Regions from separate parts of the Oryctolagus cuniculus genome. Here region 2 is linked to region 1. The links are chromatin contacts, called in public Micro-C maps. All regions are on one chromosome and are shown on one strand. Each heading gives the region's core, a stretch centred on a gene start, on an enhancer-like site or on the middle of the called end of the contact. The rest is flanking DNA. Distances are from core to core; before and after follow the strand shown. Region 1 has its middle 26 kb from the start of PRP4K. Region 2 overlaps SLC22A23 (solute carrier family 22 member 23).

Region 1 (4,737 bases), core at 802-3,301:
AGTATGTCAAGTCAGCTTGAAGAAGTAGAAATAACAGAGATTAAGAATGGTATGAAAGAATGCATACCTCATTCATGGAAATACAACACAAAAGAACAGTAAGATACAGCTGCGCGTTGCCTGACGATGGCGTGGTCATCGGGCTGCACGTACAGACGGTGATCCCATGCGGTTATGATGGAGCTGAGAAACTCCTGTCACACGTGCTCTCTGCGTGTCTGTGATGCTGGTGTTGACACACCTGCTGCACTCCCAGGCCTAGACAACTGCACACGGCACACGCTGCTTGATAATAGCCAACCAGGGCAGCAGTGCATGCACTTACTTCAGTGCTGTGCTTTTCAACATCACCTTATTTTTTAAAAAAGATGTGTTTATTTACTGACTTATTTGAAAGGTAGAGAGAGGGAGAGGAGAGAAAAAGATCTTCCATCCACTGGTTCGCTCTCCAGATGGCTGCCAACAACTAGGCTGAGCCAGGTGGAAGCCAGGAGCCAGGAACTCCGCCGGGTCTGTCATGTGTGTGGCAGGGACCCGCCTTGTGCTGCCTTCCCAGGCGTATTAGCAGGAAGCCGAACTGGAAGCAGAGCAGAAGGGACATGAAAGGGCACTTCGACATGAGATGCCGGTCACAGGTGGCAGCTTCCCAGGCTGTGCCTCAACGCCAGCCCCCAGCATCCGCTTGTTCACAGTGGCCACGGGGGCGAGCGTTTGGACAGAGGATTAGACACCTCTTGAGAACCTCTGGTGCTGCACTGCACGACCTGGGTTCATTAACCAGTTCCTGGATGCAGCTTCCTGCTTGGACACACCCTGGCAGGCAGCAGGCCATGGCTCAAGCAGCCAGGTCCCTCTGTAGCCACAGATGAGAAACGTGGTTGGGTCCACGATGGTTGCAGCCATCCTGAACACGGGCAGACTGTTTTTCCCTTGTAAAGGTTCTCTGAATAACACAGCACAGCTACCTACAGAGCATGTCCATTGTGTTAAATGTCACAGGTGACCCAGACGACCTCAGGGAGGTGGGGACACGTGCACAGGTGGGATAAAGCTCCGTGCGTTGTAAGCTCGGGACCCGAGTACCACAGAGGCCCTGGAGACGGCTCCCACTAGAACGCTCGGAACTGCTGCACTACTTTTTCATGATTTAATTGCCACTGATCCTCAGGACCTTTTCTTATTTTCTTATTCCCTCATCTTACCTGAAACTAACTCAGGATGCACTGTTCCACGGTGTCTTGCAAATGCATTGCGGTGCTCAGGGAAGAAAAATGCTGGGTTGTGAGCCTCTTCCCGCGAGGCCTGTGAGGAGCAGGAGTAAGCACAGGAGCTGTGCCAGGGGAGAGTGGGCCCAGCCGCTCCATGTCAGTAAAAGTTCACCAGTTGATTTTAATAACCCAACACGAAACTTCCTGTCTAAAAGAAGCCGAACGCTGCCTTTAAGCAGTCGTCTTTCTGAACACAGCGTTAATTCTTCCCACGCTGGGAACTGCTGCCCAGAGCTGCAGTGTTGTTTTGCTCCCCAAACAATCTCTCCCTTCATACACTGCACCTCTACACTCACCCTACACTGAGTTCAGACCATTAACATAACATAGGCCGTTGCCTGTTTAACTTGCCAGCCCAAGTCTTTCATTCCTAATCTTAAAAATGCTTCATTTAGAAAGAGCATTGAAGGGAGTAAATGCATGGAAATGGGGCTTGCCCAGCAGTTTCGTGTGCAGGCAGATACAAAGGACATCTGTGTGGTAGTCGTCCAGGGATCAGATTACCCTACTGGTCCTCGTGTTTTTCAAGGATGGCGGAAGCTACGGCTGTCACCATGGAAATGTTCCTTCCAAAAACACAAATCTTAAACAACCCCCAGAGCCTGGAGGCGAGAAAGCCAGGAGCTCTGGTCCTCAACGAAGGGGCACTCGACGTTGCCATGATGCAAGTGGCTAGAAGAAAGTGCTTCCCAGGACAGAAAGGACACTGCTCCCAAAGACTCACACTCTGGCTGCTGTCCAGGCAGGATCCTCTCTAGTTTGCAAGACAAAAATGCTTGTCACTGGCTACAGAAACGAAACCCAGGTCTAGCATTTTCTGAAGAAGGACCACTTGGACGGGTGTAGGGGCCCCTTCGACTCCTGCCTGTGGAGCTGGCATTCCTTAGCTACTGCGTGAAATGGACTGGAACCTCCGGCGACCAGAATCCTTCTTAGGAACCTTCATGGGAAACAGCTTAAATCTGGACAGATTCATAGCGGACAACAGAGTCTTTTGCCAGTGTGGCCAGAGTGTGCGTTGCTAATGCTGAAATTAATTAAACAAATATTTGTCATATGCTAAACACTGCCAAGTGCTAGGCAAACAGCAGCCAACAAAAACAGGCAACACCTCGGATTTTAGAGATCTTAGACCTAGTTTGGTGGCCTATTATCAAAAAAGGTACAATTGTGTACTGTATAGTCTTTAAAAGAATATTTGTTTATTTGAAAGGCAGAGCCAGAGAGAGAGAGAGAGAGAGAGAGAGATCTTCTATCCATTGGTTCACTCCCCCCCAGAGAGAGAGAGAGAGAGAGAGAGAGATCGATCTTCCATCCGTTGGTTCACTCCCCAGATGGTCCCGACAGCCAGGGCTGGGTCAGGCCAAAGTCAGAAGTCAGGAGTTTCACCCAAGTCTCCCATGTGGATGCAGAGGCCCAAGCACTTGGGCCATCTTCTGCTGCCTTCCCAGACCATTAGCAGGGAGCTGGATGGGAAGTGGAGGTGCCAGGACATAAACTGGCACCCACAGGGGATGCTGGTGTTGCAGCATACCCCACAGCGCCAGCCCCTTGCATAGTTTTAAGGCGGAGAAGGCAGTAAATACAGCACAACGAGAGGAGGCTGATGTGGGAGTCGGGTGGGAGGCCCCTGGAGACCACGCGTTCTCAGAAGATGGGACCCCTCTACGTGGCAGCTTGGGTGTCCAAGGAGTGCACTGTGCCTGGATATGGGAGGAAGACAGCTCTAGGCAGAGGAGCAGCAAGCGCAGGGCCTTGAGACAGGAGTGAATTCTAGGAATTGCAAGGAAGACAAGGAGGTGTGCACAGCAGACAAACAGGGTCTTACCGGTCACGGCGAGTGTGGAATCGCTGCACACAGAACCAGAAAACACTGATGGCTCTTTGCTCTGACAGGTGCCTTGAAATACCACAGTGATGCTTGAGGGAAGCCGAGCCCAGAGACCACGTGGGAGGCTGCGGTGGCAGAAGCGCGCACGCTGAGAAGAGGAACTTCAGAACATACACACGTCGTACAGAGAGCCCACGGGCAGGCTCCTGCCTTCCTCTCCTGAACGAATCCGCCAAGGGCTACTTTACACGGTGGTGGCCACAGACACCTCCAGCTTGGAGTGAGGAGAAACACCCTCCAAGGGCCCACGTACAGTAAGCTCCAAGCCAGGGTGGGGTTGTGGTCAGGTGCAGCTGCCATCTGGGACGTGGGCATCCTGTCTCAGGGCCCCAGTTTGAGTCCTGACTGCATGCTTCTGATCCAGCTCTCCGCTAACATGCCTGAGAAAGGGTAGAAGACAGCCCAAGTGCCTGGGCCCCCGACACCCACATGGGAGATCTGGATGGAGTTCCAGGCTCCTGGGTTTGGCCTGGTCCAGCCCCAGCTGTTGCTACCCTCTGGGAAGTGAATCGGGATGGAAAATCAATCCCTCTCTCTCTCTCTCTCTCTCTCTCTCTCCTCCTCCCCCCCCCCACCTCGTGTGTATGCCACTCTGCCTTTTAAGTAAATAAACTTTTTTAAATGAAGTTCAAAGCCGTATCATAAATGCTAGGGAAAAAAACAGGAACATATTCTGAAAGTTTGGGTAAACAAAAACTTGCAGACATGTGTGTTTTTTGAATAAACCTTTCAACACAGCTGAAGATGAGGGTGGTTAACCAGTATGAACTCCAAGGCAAAAGGTCAGATTATAAAATTAGCTCTATAATGTGAGAAATGAAATCCCCAAGACCAAGAAACTTAGAAAGGTTACAGCTGAAAACTGCATGAGTGTGCTAACAATGGACAGTAAGGAAGGCCTTAAAGGAGAATAAGAACGGATTTGGAAGAGTGAAAGCCGATGTTCACATCATGTTCAAAAGAGAAATGCGCCGAACATCCGCTTTTAGAGACGCAAAGCGACGAATCCCACTAACTGCCATGGCTCCTGGTCAACGGGGAAGGACAAGCTCCCATTCCAGGCCACGTTGTGCGTGAGTGAGATCTGTGCGTCCCAGCCACTGTTCCAAGAGTTTATATCATCCCATTCAGTGCTGTGGTAACCTAGAGGTCCATTTCCCAGGAAAACCTACGGCCTCAAGTTTCGAAATTCCAAAGAAATCTGTCAGAAGCTCCTAAAAATACAGATTTAACAAAAGCCAGATGAAATTTTTTTAAAAATTTATTTTATTTACTTGAAAGACAGAGTTAGAGAGAGAGAGGCAGAGACAGAGAGAGGTCTTCCATCTGCTGGCTCACTCCCCAGATGGCCGCAACAGCCAGAGCTGAGCCCGATCCGAGGCCAGGAGCCAGGAGCTTCTTCCGGATCTCCCACGTGGGTGCAGGGGCCCAAGGACTTGGGTCATCCTCCACCGCCTTCCCAGGCCACAGCAGAGAGCCAGATCAGAAGTGGAGCAGCTGGGACTCGAACTGGCGCCCTTATGGGAGGCCAGGGCTTTAACCTGCTGTGCCACAGTGCCGGCCCCTTGCCAGATGAAA
Region 2 (4,737 bases), core at 1,165-3,664, 520 kb before region 1:
AGCGAGATGGCGGTAAACGTGTTCCCATTAGACTGCTCCGCGACAGAAGGGTTTGTGAAAGTGGGAGTTTGTTGGGATTGAAGGGCGTGGTCTAATCCAAGGAGTTAAATAATTCCCAGTTGAGCATACATGTGCTGAGGCTTCATCTGCCTTAGGAGTTGGTGCTTTACCCCTGTCCATTTCCGCTCAGCCCGCCCTCTGCGGTCCTGTCTTCTTGCTGTGTTCTCCCTAAACCCTTCCCCTTGGCATGTCTAGCTGTGTTCTCCCTAAAATGTTCCCCCGGCCTTTTTTTTTTTTTTTTTGCTGTCTTCTCCCTACATTCTTCCCTCTGGCACGTCTTGTGTTCTCTTTTGGGCCTGTTTGAGCCCCACTTGACACTGTATTTGTGGTCCTGGGGAAGTCTGACTTCTCTGGACTGTCTCCTCTTCTATAAAATGGGACTAATTCTTAACTTGCTGGGTTGTTGTTAGGATTAAGTATTTAGAAACTCTGGAAACTAAAGGTGCATGGTGAGTAGTTGTCAGTCATGGTTTTAGCTTCTCTATTTTCAAGGATTGAAATACTTGAGTTTTTTCTTATCTTTCTTTTCCCCTTCTTTTCCTTCAAGTCCTTGCTTTGGTCATTTCTTAGCTTTTTTTCTTAAAAACTTACTTGAAAGGCAGAGTGACGGGAGTAGGGGAGAGATGGAGACCTTCCATCTGCTGGTTCACTTTCCGAGTGGCTGCAGAGGCTGGAGCTGGGCTAGGCCAAAAGCCAGGAGCTCAGTCCAGGTCTCCCACGTGGGTGGCAGGAACCCAAGCGCTGTAGCCATCATCTGCTGCCTCTCGGGTGTGTTAGCAGGAAGTCGGATTGGCAGCAGAGCAGTGGGACTTGAACCAGCGCCGATATGGGATGCAGGGGCCTAACACTGTGCCACGGTGCCTCTTGCCCTTAGCTGCCTTCTTCCTACCACACCCTGGACCCTTCCCCCAGGGACTCAGGTGGTCTCGGAGCCGCACGTGCTTCCCTGATCAGGCAAGGGTGAGGCCCACCAGCTGAGAGGGCCCCTTGTGTTACTGGGAGTGGATGCTGAGGGTCGTGATGGGCCAGTGCTTGTGGACACGCCAGCCAGGACGTGGAGGTGCGGGTTCCCGATGCTGACCGCGAGGCCCACGCCAGTGAAGTCCTACGGGAAGCGTGGCAGGCACCTCTGTGGGAACAGAATAGTAAGTGACCACAGAGTCAGGGCTGAGGAGTTTGGTATAAATACTTTATTAAAGAAATAGTTTTCTTGTTAAAAAATACTACATTAGAGAGAGTTTGGGTTGTCAGTCTTTCCTCCAGTCACAGTGTGAGACACTCATTCCTTGACCTCCAGGAGCCCTCAGGCCATGGCTAGCAGGACACGAGCAGAGAGTCCTCTTCCAGTCACTGACCCCGGGTGGTCTGAGGCTGCCCTGGAGAGCGGCCTGCTCCGACCTCTGCCCGAGTCCCCTTGAAGACCAGGACTCTGAGCAGAGAGGGGCCCCCACTGTCCCCGCCGGGGCGAGGAAGGCCGCGTGCACAGGCGGGGGAAACAGTGACGCCGCGGGGGCTGAACCACGGAGCGCGTTTGTTCCTCGGCCGCGGCGGTGCCAGGTGCCCGTCATCAGACACCATCAGGTGAGGTAGGGAAGACATTCCAGAGGAAACCTGTTACTGGGCAACGCTTTTATTTCTGTACACACACATACAAAGTTTCCCCAAGGTACGACAGCGGCACCATGCAGACACACGTGGCTGCGGACGACAGCCCAGAAACGCAGGGTAAGCTTGTGCTATGTATGGGCACCGCCCAAGGAGTCCCCATCAACAAGACAGCAACACGGCTCTTACACTGGACCCTCCCCCAGGCGGGGTGCAGAGGGCCGAGGGCGGGAAGCGGCCCCACCCAGACGCACACGCTGTGCGTCAGTGAGGCGGTGTCCTTGGAAACACGCGTGGAAGCGAGGGCCTCCCCAGGCCGGGCAGTGCGACGGTCACAGGGCTCGCCCAGCGGCACTGCCGGCTCTGGGGCTTCTCGTTTGGCTCTAGGATAGCAGCGCGGGAGGGCGGCGCCCCGGCCGAGGCTGTGGTGCAAGGACTCGCGCTGTCCTCTGGCCACACCAGCCTCCCCGCCCGGTTCTCCAGGTGCAGGAGATGACGCTACTAGGACACATGGAGAACGTTCCCTTCTGTCTTGGGCGCTAACAGTTGGAGCACTGACGGGTTACTATTGACATCTGGAAACGAACAAAACGAAGACACGTCCAGCTCCGTCTCGGGTTCGCGTGGGTGCATAACTTCTGTAGGAAGGGGATCACAGCTCCCCTACCGGCTGGCAGGGGCTGTGGCGGGAGCACAGCGGGGAGTCCGTACCTCCCCCTGTCCCCTGGGGTGGGGCAGGGGCCTGAGAAGTGTCCTCACCGAGGACGACACAGGACCGAGGCGCTCAAGGGCAGCAGATGTGCCTGGGGGTGGGGGTGGGGCGCTGCAGCCAGGTGCACCTGCTGCCTCCTGGGGCTCTGCCCACAGCGGGGCTGTTACACTTTGGTTGCATGTCGTAAAGGTGTCCCTCAAGAGCTTCAGGCGTCCCCCGAGCTGCCGCAGCAGTGGAACGGGCGCTTGGCCACTGCCCAGGGCTGCCTTGGCGTGGACTCCGGGGGCCTCCAGCACAGCAGGCTTCGTTGCCAAGAGCCAAGTGCCCCAGCCGCGGCCGGCCCGGTCCTGGAGGCTGATGGATTTGCACGGTCGTCGTTGGGCCAGTGTTCTTGTTAGGGCGAGCTGAGAAGCATATAGATGCCACACCTTGTCCTCGCCTTCCTGGGACTGCTGGCACCGCGGCCACTTCCACTTAAAGGCCCCGTGACCGGGGTGAGGCTGCTCGCGACTTCTGTAGTATTGCAGGGTGTCCTCGGGATAGCGAGTGCAGGTGCACACCTGTCCAGGTGTAGACCCAGCAACGCCCTGGCTCCTGGCCGGGCCTCTGCATCTGTCCTGTCCTTAGAGGTTTGCTGCCTGGTGACGACGTAGCATGTACCCTAAAGAAGGTAAAGATCTAGGTTTGGCACGCGAAGGCTGTGCAGATCTAAAAGTGAACGAGGACTGACATAGAAACGTGGAACAAAAGCGACTTAGGGGAGGAGACTCGGGGAGGTGAAGGTGAGCTGGACCTGGAAGTGGGAGTGGGCGACTGGCCAGGCACTCGCGGGCCTCTGCAGCCCCCAGGCAGCGCCTGACGGTGCTGCCGTGTGCTGGCAGCGCGAGGCTGCACGGCCCCTCGCCCACTCGGTGTCTTCCGAGGCGGCAGGCTCCTGCTGCTGGATTTGCCAGACGTGACGGAGAGGTGGGCACGTGGCAAGCTACAAGGAGAGAAAGCCGACCCCTCGCTGGCCCTCGGAGCTCCAGCAGCCCTTGGCTGGAAGCCGCATGAGGGCCTGCAGAGGCCGGAGTCCACGCCTTCCTGGCAGAGCACGGGCCCTGCAAAGAAGTGCCTTGCGCAGGGGCGAGGTGGATGGCTCTGGGCAGGAGCCAGGCTGTCCGGAAGGGCTGGTGCCTGAGACTCGGCAGGTGCAGCCTGGGCCCAGGAGGTGGGGCTGGCAGAGGCCTGGGCAGCCACGTCTCCTCCCGAGGTGACAAGAGGGACTTGTCACTTCGCTGTGCGGGACGAAACGAGGACACCACGCAGCCCCTGCGAGCAGGGCTGGGCTGGGGTGAGTTATTGCTTTCTCCAGAGTCCTCTTGCTGTGCCCGAGAGGCTGGAGGTCACCAGGACTCACGCCTGCTGAGCCCCCAGCTGTGCTGAGCAAGTGAAAAGCAGCAACGGACGATGGCGGGCGTGCCAGGGAGCACCTGGTGCAGGCGCTGCGGGCCCCGGCGTGAGGTCGGCGCGTGCCAGCATCCAGGCCGGATCGCCGTGGTGTGTGCTGGGGATGGGCACGGCGCGCCGGCTCCGGGAGGCCGCCCTCCCTGCTGTGCTCGGCTGTGGTGGCCTTTTCCAGTTACTTTCCTGTTGTCTGGTTCAGAAAGAAGCCCCATCTTCAAGTAGTGCTGGCAAGACAGACAGACCTGACGGCGAAGGAGGGCGCCTCTCTCCTGGGCTGACTGACGCCGGGAGGGAGTTTTACAAAAACGAATGTGCCGCAGACCTCCGTGGGGCTGCCTCTGGGGTCCTCGGCCATGCAGACCTGGCGCCACCCCCGCTCCCCAGTTAGCGGTTTCTGGTGAGAGGTCTGACCGTCTCCCAGAGAGCTTCCGGCATCAGGTCCAAGAGGGGCTGCGCCGGGGAGAGATGGCGCTGCTTCCCCAGGCAGGGGCGACAGGAACTCCGGCCTCAGCAGAAGCTGCAGCCGCCAGTCCTCGGGTGCAGGTCACTCTGAATCGCAGTCCTGGAAACGCTCCACGGGAGGGTCGCGACTGTCCACGGGCGGGCGAGGAGCCGCAGGGGAGCGGCCGCTGCGTCGGTCACTCGGGACTGTGTGCCTTGGAGTGGCCAGAGGTGGGGAGAAGGGTCCGGTTTTCTGATCAGAGAAAGAATAAAGTGCTTCTTGGTAAAAATGACCAAAATAAATACAAACGTTTAATGGCAGAAAAGAAGTCTTCGAAGGGTTGTTTCCAAGGAGTCGTTTCCTCCGGGGACTGGCGGAAAGACAGGATTCCCCACACCAGTGAAGTCTCACGATGCGGCAGCAGCGGATGCGGATGCGGATGGCCCCGGCCCCGGCCCGCGACCCTCTCCCC

Evidence for each region. Hi-C and Micro-C count contacts between places; a contact is called where the count stands out from the background.
Region 2: a Micro-C map of ear pinna shows a contact between it and region 1, with 4 times the contacts expected there. The contact joins two enhancer-like sites. A contact is called at or near these places in 3 of 6 Hi-C or Micro-C datasets (ear pinna, skin fibroblasts and an unstated tissue).

What each region holds. Positions count from the first base shown.
Region 1 is chr5:166,305,240-166,309,976 of mOryCun1.1, reverse strand. No RefSeq gene overlaps it. Among named protein-coding and RNA genes, the nearest start is that of PRP4K, 26 kb to the right of the region's middle. Within about 2 kb of position 2,051, at least 2 of the 8 cell types and tissues checked have an H3K27ac peak or open chromatin away from gene starts, as enhancers often do. A contact at or near this core is called in ear pinna, where this site is marked.
Region 2 is chr5:166,822,493-166,827,229 of mOryCun1.1, reverse strand. SLC22A23 (solute carrier family 22 member 23) reads right to left here. Exons shown (of 11, transcript XM_002720951.5): 11 at 1,236-4,737. Among named protein-coding and RNA genes, the nearest start is that of PSMG4, 12 kb to the left of the region's middle. Within about 2 kb of position 2,414, at least 1 of the 8 cell types and tissues checked has an H3K27ac peak or open chromatin away from gene starts, as enhancers often do. A contact at or near this core is called in ear pinna, where this site is marked.